Regions from separate parts of the Rattus norvegicus genome. Here region 1 is linked to region 2. A link is a contact called in public Hi-C data. All regions are on one chromosome and are shown on one strand. Each heading gives the region's core, a stretch centred on a gene start, on an enhancer-like site or on the middle of the called end of the contact. The rest is flanking DNA. Distances are from core to core; before and after follow the strand shown. Region 1 holds the start of Fgf18 (fibroblast growth factor 18). Region 2 overlaps Fbxw11 (F-box and WD repeat domain containing 11).

Region 1 (5,888 bases), core at 2,583-5,082, 420 kb after region 2:
TGTGGAGCAGGAATATGACCCCATCCTACCTGACTTCCTTGTAGAAAGCCGGAAGGCTAAGATTAGCTTCCTCTCTTGCACCTAGGCAAGTCTCTTCCCAGAAAGCGGAAGGGTTGCCACAACGCCAGAGCATCTGACAGTGTTCTCTTCTAAGGCCAGGGGACTGTCTAGGTCTCTCCCAGGGCCAAAGAGAAGCAGGCTAAGTGTTGAATGGAAACTCAGGAGAATGGACCAATGAACGATGTTGCTTTGAGATATTACAAGTGCCATCCAACAGGACAGCTTTCTATTCTCCTCTTGTCCCAAAGGACACTGTCCCCTAGCCTCTCCAACCTGGCCAGCCTAAAGGAAGGGCCTAAGCTTCAGCGAGGATGCTAGGTGTGGGTGGTCAGTCAGGAGTATGAAGGGAACTGCAAACTTCAACACCTCCCGGGGAGACAGGAAGTAGCTCTGTGGGAAGAACAAGGAGCTGGCAGGAGGGATAAGAGACTGGAGGAAGCCCTCCCCCTCTCTCCCAGCACTGGCTGACCTTCTGCTAGCTTGTCTGAGGAAGGCAAGGACCTAGTGGAGCCTGGCGGCAGGAACAATGTCCGGCAGGTGCCGGCGGAGCTCCGTGAAAAGCCGGGCCCGGTGTCATTGTCAGAGCTTAGCCAAGTGCAGAAAAGCAATTTACTGGTCACGCTGCCTGCTCCCCGCGGAAATTTTTAAAATTCTTCCGATTTGAGCTATCTGTGGTGTTCTGAGTCGTGTGGAGAAAGGATGAAGGGGTTTTATTAAATTCCCAGCTTCCCGCTTCCCAGGGTGGCCAGTGGGTGAGGGCGGGGCTCACCACACTGGTGGTGGGCGGAGGACAGTATCTACATTGAGTGTATTCATGGAAACCTGTCTTAGTGAGGGAAATCCATTTGGGGCCTGGCGACTGAAGGCTGGGAGGAGGGGAGGCACCCAGAAATTCCATTGCTAAGACTGCACCAATCCCTAAAACAGTAAGGATAGAAGTAAATTGTTTTTTCAGTTAGCCAAGATGCCTCGCTGGGGGTGGGGGTGGGGAGATTGACAATCAGCAACATGTCTTCTGGCAACTTCTGCTTATCGGCCACTTTTCACAAATGAGGAAACAAAAACCCCTACAAAAATCACCTATTTCCAAGCCCGGGGCCCCTCCTCCACATAGGATGGCCTTCTGCTCTTCTTACACCAGAGGCGTTCCAACTGTAGGCGCCCCTGTGCACCCTGCCCAGGACTGCACCTACTTCCACAGCATCACGCAAACTTGCCCCTGCAGGGTTCAGACTGCAGACTCCCTCGGTAACCCACACCTTTGAAGCCATCCTGGTCTCTACCACTAAGGGCCACTCCATGGTCTATAAACTGTAAAAGTAAACATGAGCCCACTAATTGTTCCCCCTGGTGGTTTATTTACCTTTTAGGAATCTTGGTTTAAAAAAAAAAAAAAAGTCTAAGGATTGCTATGAATGAATTCTCTTCCAGACATACCAGATTCGAGCACTGTTTTCTGAGTGATCTTCACGAAGACCCCTAGCTGGTCCCAAGGATAGAAACCAGGGGTTTAAAGACGCCAGCCCAATGCAGGTCAGATGTCTAGAGGCTGGAGGGGACAAAGGGGCAAAAGGAAGGGGGGTGGAAAAGACAAGGCTCCCTCACCTACATGGATCCTGCCTCTTGACCTAACCCAAGCAGACCACCCAGATCTTTCTTAAAGATGCTGGCTTAGTTCTGGCCAGGAGGTGGAGGTGGAAGCAGAGTCCAGACCCCTTCCCTCACACACACTCCCATCAGAGAACACAAAGACCACCCGGCAGCCCCTCCCCGGCCCTACTTAAAGAAGAACCGAAAGCAGCAAGCAAGCGTGGGATTGGGCAGTAAGACCCAAAGGCTCCTTTCTGCCTCCACATCCATTTCCTCAGCTCCTGCCCCAAGCTCAGCCCAGCCAGACAAGCAGACCCCCTGGAGTGACCCTGGAACCTGCCTTCTGCTTGGGAACTCAGCTGCAGACAGACTAGGCAGCCTATGCCTGGCACTGGCCTTTTCTCTAACATCGACCATTCCCACACCCTGTCCCCCACCCCCTCACCACATAGGGTCACATCTGCTTGGGCAAACAGCCAGCGTTAAGTTACTGACTCCAGTTGTATTGATTCAAGAAGTCACTGGGGACCCCAGCCTAGCCAATAGAAGGAAAGAGTCATCAGTCTGTCCATCCATCTATCCTTCCAGCCCAGAGTCTCAACTGGTTGCCCTGAGTTTCATGCCTGTCCCAAGGAACAGTCATGATCAAACTAGGAACCACAGCCCAGAGACACAGACAAGATTCCTTGTACCAGAAAGGAAGAGAGGATCAACTCTAGCCGGTACACAGGGCTGTCTCCAGGCATCTCCAGAACTCAGAAGGCTACAACCAAGCATCTTCCCATTAGCCCTGCAAGGGCACCTGCCTTTCACGGAGAGGGGGAGGGGACAGATAATCCTCTTTTGGCCTATGTCCAGTTTATTCAGCGTCCCCTCCCTTGTAGCTGTAGGTAGGTAGGTAGAGGTATTGGGCAGCTGGTGTTTCCTAGTCTACTGCCACCCCTCCCACCCGCCCCACACACACCATGCTGAGGCAGCCCTGGTCTGGTTCTAATCGGGGCTGAAGTCGACTCCCTACCCCCCCCCCCCTTTCCTTCATTTCCACGGCTTTGGAAGCCAGAGCATTCCAACTGTCTGTGTGCCAAGACCTTCCCGAGTCTGAAAGCTGCTGAAGTAACAGATCAGATTTTAGCAAGTGCTTTCCAGGCTGAGCGCCAAGTCCTTTTCTGATTCACAGAGAGCGAACCGGGACCAAGCAGGGAACAAGCCCTGGGCTGCACCACCTTGGGCAAGGACATGTGGAGCAGAACGCAGCAGGATAGGGAGCAGTCAGTCTCTCTCTCTCTCCTCTCTCTCTCTCTCTCTCTCTCTCTCTCTCTCTCTCTCTCTCTCTCTCTCTCTCTCCCTCTCCCTCTCCCTCTCCCTCTCCCTCTCCCTCTCCCTCTCCCTCTCCCTCTCCCTCTCCCTCTCTCCTCCCACCCACAGAGTAATTTACAACTAAAGCTCTCTCTCTGGACTCAAAATCCACTCAGCTGAAAACAACCTTTTTGTCTGCAGGGACAAGCAGGCTGTAAAGGGACAGTTGGCATAAAAACCTCTAGGTCCCTACCTCGCCAGCTGTGCTCGGGGGTTGGAGTCCCACACATCACTCCGGCTGAGCCCTCCGGCTCTGGGGGATCTCCCTACCGAGGCCAGCCGAGGCCGCGACAGTCCGCACTGGCTCAAGCAGTAGCTCCTAGCCCTTGGCCTGACACCGACAGCGCAGGACGCGCGCGAAGCCGCCCTTCCGCGCCCTGGGAACAGGTGCACTGGGCTTGTTGCCCAGGAGGGGTGGGGCACCGAGAGGGGGCGCGGTCCCGGGAAGGGGGGTCAGCCCGCACCTCGAAGAAGAGCGCGCTGAGGTTGGCGGGGGGGTTGGGAGGGGGGACAGGACACGACTCTCAGGAGCCCACGTACCTGAACCTGGAAGCACAGCAGTAGAAAGTGTAAACACCTGCAGGAGAAAGAGGGAGAGGTCAGTGGGATCAGAGGAGGGACCGCAGATGGACAGACAGACATGCAGGCAGAAAGTCGGGCGGGCAGACAGACAGCCACACGCACAGGGACAGGCATCCAGGCAGGGTGGCCAGAACCGGGTGGGTGCTTACAGGCAAGTGCAGGCGGAGGGCGCTGAATACATCGCGGGGCGGGGGGGGAGGCGGCGGCTCCTAGCCCAGCCTGCACATGTCCGCTCCCCGCGGCCGGGACCGGGCGCCTCCGCCGCCGCCGCCGCCGCCGCCGCCGCTGCTGCTGCTGCTCCCTCCTCGCCGGCTGCTTCTGCAGACTCTGCTGCTCCGGGGCGCTCCGCGGCGCGCCCTGCGGCATCAGCGCCCCGCGCGGCTCCTCCCGAGCGCTGCGCCCTCCGAGCCGGCGCGGGGGCTGTGGGGCGACCGCGGTGCGGGAGGCGCCCGGCCGGTGCGGGGAAGCTGGACTGAAGCGGGCGGACGGGAGGGCCGTCTGGGCGTTCGCGGGACGTGGGCAGCCGGTTCAGTCCAGGGGCAGCATGCACGGCGGGGACTGCGGCTGAGGCGCCGCGGCCGGGGCGCGAGGCTGGCGGGACCGGGGTCAGCGCTCCGAGGCTGGGGCGCGCATCTGCAGTGCGAACGCGTCACGGCCGCTCCGTCTGGGCGCCCGCCGGCTCATGTCTCCTCCTCCGTGTCTCTCCGGCCGTGCACATCGCCGCCTCCCACCGCTGGCGGCGGCCGGGGCGTTTTCTACGCGCGGGCGGCGAGGGGGCGGGGGGCCAGGGGCGGGCCCGGGCCCGCGCCGGCACAATGAGGATGCGGGGCCCGGGGGCTCCCCCCTCGGGGCGCGGCCGGACGGGCGCTCAGCGCGGCTGGGTGCGCCGCGCCCACATCAAAGCCGGCCCTGCCTGCTCGCCTGCCTGCCGCGGCCTCTCCACTGCCTCCTCCTTCTGGCGGCGCAGGGTTGGAGGGGAGGCACTCAAGACTGTCGGCTATGGGACTGGCCGTTCAGCCGGGCAGAACCCACGAAGCTGGAGCTGGTGAGCTCTGGAAGCCGTCGGAGCTCTGCGCCACAAGGCTAATATTGGCCGAATGGGACAGGCGGAGTTCCCAAAGAATGCAATTAGGTGCAAAGGGTCCGTCCTCCCTCCCTCACATTTGCTGTTCGTATTCACATCCACTAGTGTTCGGAAGCAAGAGGAGGACAAACAAGGCCCGCCCGGTGAGGTTGACTCAACTGAAAGGAGTCGTGTTTACCCTTACCCTTAGGCCACTCGAGATAGTGGCTTTTCCCAGACACCCACCACCACCACCACCACCACCACCACCACCACCACCACCACCACCACCACCACCACCACAACCACTACACCACCACTGCACCCACCACTACACCACCACTGCACCCACCACCACCACCACCACCACCACCACCACCACCACCACCACCACCGTGGGGTGACTACAGTAGTAAAGCCTTTTTCTGTTCTTGTCCCTGCCATGGGAGATGGGAAAGTCTTGGGGGCGTCTCTCTCCCCACCCCTGCTCTGGGACTCTAAGGTCGGTTCTAAGGATTCCAGCTGCGTTCTCTGCTGTGACCCGGGTTTTGGAAGCACACGACTACCACCTAGCGGCTCAAAAGTGTCGCTGTAACCTCGGCCCTGACTGACTCCCTGACTGGGAGTAGCCAGGACTCTGGTCAGCGCTCACTCCAGGCCCTCTTCAGTTCACACACTAAGCAGCTTGTTTTCCTGCCCTTGATCACCAACCCTGAACTTTTTCTGTCCTCCTATTAACCCCAAAATGTAGATATTGTTGTCAGAGGCCTGCCTCATTCTGTCTAGAGCCTAGGTCAGCCAAGTTCTGCTTTGGACTGATGCTAAAACTAACAGGTCACAGTGGGCAAGAAACTAGAGAACGAGCTCAAAATGCAAAACTCAGGAATTCGGATTATTTGGTTTAAAAGCCTTGTCCGTAGCTGTGGTTGCTATTCCCCTTTCGCTGGAGCATACAGTGAAGGTGCTGCTCAGTGGTGTTATTCCTGAAGTTATAGAAACATAGTAGTATTTGTTCCAAGTACCAGACCTCCCTGTAAGCTACTTTCAGTTTTTTCAAAGTTGAGGCTAAAGGGACAGTATTAAAAACAAATCCTGAAAACCTTTGCAAAAATCGAGTGTTTTGAGATAGTTCTTGCATGAAGCGAAGTTGATTTTATGTCGTTTGTCTGGCTGCCTGAACTAGCCTTGCAAAGTTATTATAACTTCCTAAATTCTGGAATGAACAAATTCAGAGTGA
Region 2 (5,306 bases), core at 400-2,899:
TAAAAACAACGCCTGGTGTATAGTAAGGTATGCTGTGTGTTCAGTGCTTTGTGTTCAAATGGATCACACACTTCCTATCAACTCTGTTCTTCTCAAAGGACAGCAGCTGAGCATGGGGAACTAATAGGCTAGGAATAGACTCCTTACCGGTGTATCTGGCTTCTTAAGTCAGCATTTCCCTAGAGGGTTTAGCTTGCTAAGATGGCCCAGCCACTACCAAAAATACACTATTTCTCTAGATGTTTCTAAACAATGGGTTTGTTTAAGTAAGATTTTATGCTCTGGATTCCTTTTAAAAGTTGCCATAGAGACTAATTGATGCCTGCTGTGAGGGATGGATGTACAGTGGGATGAGTTAGTTAGTTTTCCTGGCTTTGACATGTATCAGCCACTAGAGACCCTGCCTGGCCTAGGAAATCTTAATGGTAGCAGGTGCACAAAAGAGCTTGTCTATATTGCTGCTGTCTCCCAGGGTTGTACATGTGCCATCCTGCCTGCTGACTGTCCCACTTGTTGAGTGATGGCTCTCTGAGGACCCAGATGTGCCCAGGGCTTGTGCTGAGCACAGAGGTCACAAGGGACAGACACTCGCCCTTTAAATACACTTGCATTGATATTGGTAGGACTAGCTCTAACTCTCTGCTTCTTTCTCTGTATAAATGACTCAGCATTAGATGAAGAACTGGTAGAAATACAGCTGGTCCTCTGTATAACTGGTTTCACAGACTCACCTGCCACAGTGGAAAGTAATTAGAAACATTACAAATGTACTGAACATGGACAAGATCTTTTCTCTCTCCTTTGGTTGTAATTCCCTAAATATTATTAGCATCACAAGTATTTATATAACATTTATTTTGAGTCAGGCATGGTAGCCCACACCTCTAATCTCAGCAATTGGGAGCCAGAGGTATGTGGATCCCTGAGTTCCAGGACAGCCAAGGCTATACAGAGAAACCCTGTTTCAAAAAGAACAACAACAAAATCTCAAAAATTCTCCAGTATTTGTATCATATTTATTATTAAAGCTCATCTAGAAATAATTTAAAGTATATATGAGGATTGCATAGGTATATGAAGATAATATGCCATTTAATTAAATGAGACAAGAAGATTGAGAGTTTAAAGTCAGCACTGGCTACATAGTAAGGAGTGCCCTTAAAAAGGCAAATCGCAAAACAGAGTAATAATTATGCTGTTGTACATAATTATATTGTTCTACAGGATCTATACCATAGACTTCGGGATCTGTGCCGTATTGTAGGGATTGTCAGGGATGACAGTGTACAAAGCATAGGGCAGCATTAGGGAGTGCTCAGAGAACGTTAGCATTTTAAGAAAGTTGGGATATGCAGTCCTCAGACCAGAGGACTTGGCTTACTGGGTGCTAGGAGGCCCAGTGACTGGGCCCCTTTGTGAACAGAGCCTAGGTTTACCTTTTTCAGACAGCAAGCACTTGAGCTCCTCACAAGTCCTCTTTCAACCTGGACTCAGAAGTCGAGTGTGGGCAGCTCTCCCTCTTGTCTACGAGCTCCAAAGGCTAAGGAGACAGAGCAGCTAGTCTTAGGCAGAGGCTGACGCCTTTTAATCTGGATAGTCTCTCCTAGCGCCTCCCTGAGGCGGGGCCTTCTGGTGGACACATTCTACTTCCTCATTGAACTGGGCTGTAGTTCCCAGGCCAGAGTGCCATTGGTGGCATTGTGCTAGTGCCACAACTCCACAGAGAACTGCATTGTTAATTTTAAGCTCCTGCCAGACTGAAACCACTGTAAATAAGAATGGGAGGGAGGAAAGAAGGAAGACTGGAAGGCTGGCCGGCTTTGCCTCAGAGATCAGACAACTCTTCAGTTAGTGCTTAGTGATCAGGAAGTATTTGGGAGTGATTCAGTGAGTTACTGTTTATTTGTATTGTGGGGGCAAGTACAAGTGATGTTCTTTAAACACACTGAATTCTGTCTAGGCTGTGTCTAATCTAATCCAGAACTCATGGGAAATCCCATGACAACTGCCATGGGCAGGGAGGGTTTAAGAAGAAACCTTGTTGCCTAGTGTTTTACTGGGAAAAGAGCGAAGTCAGGGTCTCTGGTGTCTGTTTTTGGATGCAACACCAGACTGTTAAACCTAAGGGACAGTTGGCTCACAACCCACCCTTGCCTCCTTTCTCCAGACCATAGAATCCAACTGGCGGTGTGGACGGCACAACTTGCAGAGGATCCAGTGCCGCTCTGAAAATAGTAAGGGCGTCTACTGTTTGCAATATGATGATGACAAAATTATCAGTGGCCTCCGAGACAACTCTATCAAGGTGAGTTACTGATTCTGTGTGTTATTTTAGAGAGATGCCCAGATGTAGGGTACTGGTGTGTGGCAGTCTCTGCTTCTGCTGATAGGTTTTTACCTGTTCTCAGCACCAGCAGCTCTCATGATGCACAAGAAACCAGAACCAGCACCCACTGTCCCACCCCCGACCCCTGTCGCATCTCACCTATTCCTGAACACCTTCATATTTGGTCCTCTCTGTTCATGATATTCCCTCAGAATCACTTGTCTTGTTCCCTCAGGACATCCTCACACCTGTGAATCCAGTGGTCTTCCCACCACATCTCGTGTGTGTGTGTGTGTGTGTGTGTGTGTGTGTAAAATCTAGCAATTCTATCAGTGTATCCATATAACATGTGACAAACTTTGAACTGGCTTCTTATACTCAATACAGATACATTTCACCTCACTCTCCTGCTTTGTTTAGCAGTAGTTCATTACTTCTTGTTGTGAGGTAGCATTCCATGTCATTGGGTGCAGTGCTGGGAGAAGGTAAGGAATCCTGCAGAGCCCATATTCATTGCTTGTGGAAATGTAAAGTGGTCCAGTTACTTTGGAAGGCAGTTTCTTAGTAAACACTCTTATCATATGATCCAGGGCTTATATTTCTTAGTATTTGGTCAGAGGAGTCAAAAACTTAGTCTACCCCAAAACCTGCACACATTTGCAGCAACTTTATTCATACTTGGCAGCCTGGGAATGAGCAGGTGTCCTGCAGTGGTGCATGGACAAGCTGCAGCATGTCCAGGGAGTGGGATAACTTTTCAGCATTGAAAAGAATTTGCCTGACAAGCCCCAGAAAGACATGGAGAGCTCTAAGTGAATGTTACTGAGTTAAAGAACAAGGCTGAGAAGGCCCCCACAATGGAGGATCCAGTGTGTGCGGTTCTGGAAGAAGAAATAGAGCTCTGAAGAGTAAGGATGGAAACAGGAGCTCGGCTCTGAAAGAAGCTAGTGCTCTACTTCCATTTCCTTTCCAGAAACCAGCACCATGTGTCACCACCTAACCCGTGTTTGTTTCAGTTTTTAAGTGCTTAGTTTAACTTTGTGTTAAAACATTTTCTTTTTTTTTTTTTTTTTTTTTTTTTTTTTTTGGTTCTTTTTTTCGGAGCTGGGGACCGAACCCAGGGCCTTGCGCTTCCTAGGTAAGCGCTCTACCACTGAGCTAAGTCCCCAGCCCCAAAACATTTTCTTATTAAGAACTCTTGGTACTTTGTTTGGGATTTTAAGGGAACACACACTCAATATTTAAAGTTTTGAAACTATAAGGGGTATGCTTTTTTTTTTTTTTTTTTTTTTTTTTTTTGGTTCTTTTTTTCGGAGCTGGGGACCGAACCCAGGGCCTTGCACTTCCTAGGTAAGCGCTCTACCACTGAGCTAAATCCCCAGCCCCAGGGGTATGCATTTTTTTTTTTTTAAAGATTTATTTATTTATTATATATAAGTACACTGTAGCTGTCTTCAGACACACCAGAAGAGGGCACCAGACCCCATTTCAGATGGTTGTGAGCCACCATGTGGTTGCTGGGAATTGAACTCAGGACCTCTGGAAGAGCAGTCAGTGCTCTTAACCGCTGAGCCATCTCTCCAGCCCAGGGGTATGCATTTTTAAACGATCCTCATAGAGGCTGTCATATTATTTACTAGAGAGTAAGATGACTATCCAGATTTTTATTAAACTCACTTCGTCAAGCTGCTGATTGAACCAGCACAGTAGCTAAGGGCTGCTTACATAGTAAGGAAAGCTTTTCCTGCTCTTCTTGTGACTTCCTGTTTGAGACTCATCTTGTTTCTTACACTCATGTGTTTCTTGATGATTCAGAATGCAGGGTGCATGGGGATCCTTGTGTGAGTGTGTGCACTAAGTTGCTGCTGTGCTTGATCTTGTCTCTATAGATCTGGGATAAAAGCAGCTTGGAATGTTTGAAAGTGCTAACGGGACACACGGGCTCTGTCCTCTGCCTCCAGTATGATGAACGAGTCATTGTAACTGGTTCTTCAGACTCTACAGTGAGGTGAGTGCTCTAACTCTGTTCTCAGATCTCAAAGACAAAGACCTGAGGAGACAGGGATGCATACCTTTTCAGAGATTTGCACATATATACATATCCACACCTGTGGTTCTAGCCATGTTTTTTTTAACTTACCATGTATCTAGGTTCTTTTTGGTGGAGTTATGCTAAGCAGATAGAGCAGAAGGCTGTTTTGGATGTGTCCTGCTCCTCTTGCCATGTTATATAGAGGTGGCAGTAGTATGCTTTCCTGTAAATCACACTGCCTTTTGTTAACTTCCCTCATGTTCTCAGGAGCCTGCCAGCAGAGCACAGGGGAAGAAGTCAGCAGTTGTTGAAGTGCGAAGGGTGTGGGAACGGAGAGAATCAGGCTGTTTGCAGACCCTTGGGAAAGTGAGCTCTGAGAGCTAGGGATGACACATTTTGATTACAGATATCTGCTTTAGTTCTTTCAGGCATTGACTTTCATCTGTCTTGGTACCTTAGAAAACTAGGAAGTTAAATAATTTCCTGGGAGTCCCTCATTTTGAGCCCTGAGTTTAGGTGACCTGTGACTGTATTTGTAGGCACTGCAATGATGGGGGCTTTAGTTCTTAGTTGTCAACCCTGGGCAGAGTGGAGAAATCAGTGCAGAAGGGAGCTGTGACTGGTAGTTGGGTATCAAAGATAAAAAAGGACCGTCACTGAGATCTGCTCCTGTACTCCTGGGAAAGCACACCTCCCCTTGCCTGATAGGCTTGCAGGCAGAATGACCAAATCCAAAAGAGAAAAGGGCATCCTGTTGTGAAATCTGGCTGGATTGGGGGGTGGGTTGGGGCGACCACAGGGAAGGAGGAGGAGAAGAAGCAGGTCTTCTCAGGTGACTCAGATGCCGGGAGATGATTGCTCATTCACAGGCACATTGAGGAAATGGCATAGTTGCTCATTCTACCCCTGGCTTCTATGATGTCCCCTTTGGTTACTTCTCTCGTGTCA

Evidence for each region. A called contact is a pair of places that touch in the nucleus more often than the background predicts.
Region 1: a contact with region 2 is called in a Hi-C map of Schwann cells, with 5 times the contacts expected there. The contact joins the promoter of Fgf18 here to the enhancer-like site in region 2. A contact is called at or near these places in 3 of 12 Hi-C or Micro-C datasets (Schwann cells, hepatocytes and kidney).

Annotation. Positions count from the first base shown.
Region 1 is chr10:18,237,050-18,242,937 of GRCr8, forward strand. It overlaps Fgf18 (fibroblast growth factor 18), which reads right to left and starts at 3,833. Exons shown (of 5, transcript NM_019199.2): 1 at 3,738-3,833; 2 at 3,547-3,583. The coding sequence starts at 3,769.
Region 2 is chr10:17,820,097-17,825,402 of GRCr8, forward strand. Fbxw11 (F-box and WD repeat domain containing 11) reads left to right here. Exons shown (of 14, transcript NM_001395595.2): 7 at 2,168-2,305; 8 at 4,216-4,334. Among named protein-coding and RNA genes, the nearest start is that of Fbxw11, 86 kb to the left of the region's middle. Within about 2 kb of position 1,650, at least 9 of the 93 cell types and tissues checked have an H3K27ac peak or open chromatin away from gene starts, as enhancers often do. A contact at or near this core is called in Schwann cells, where this site is marked.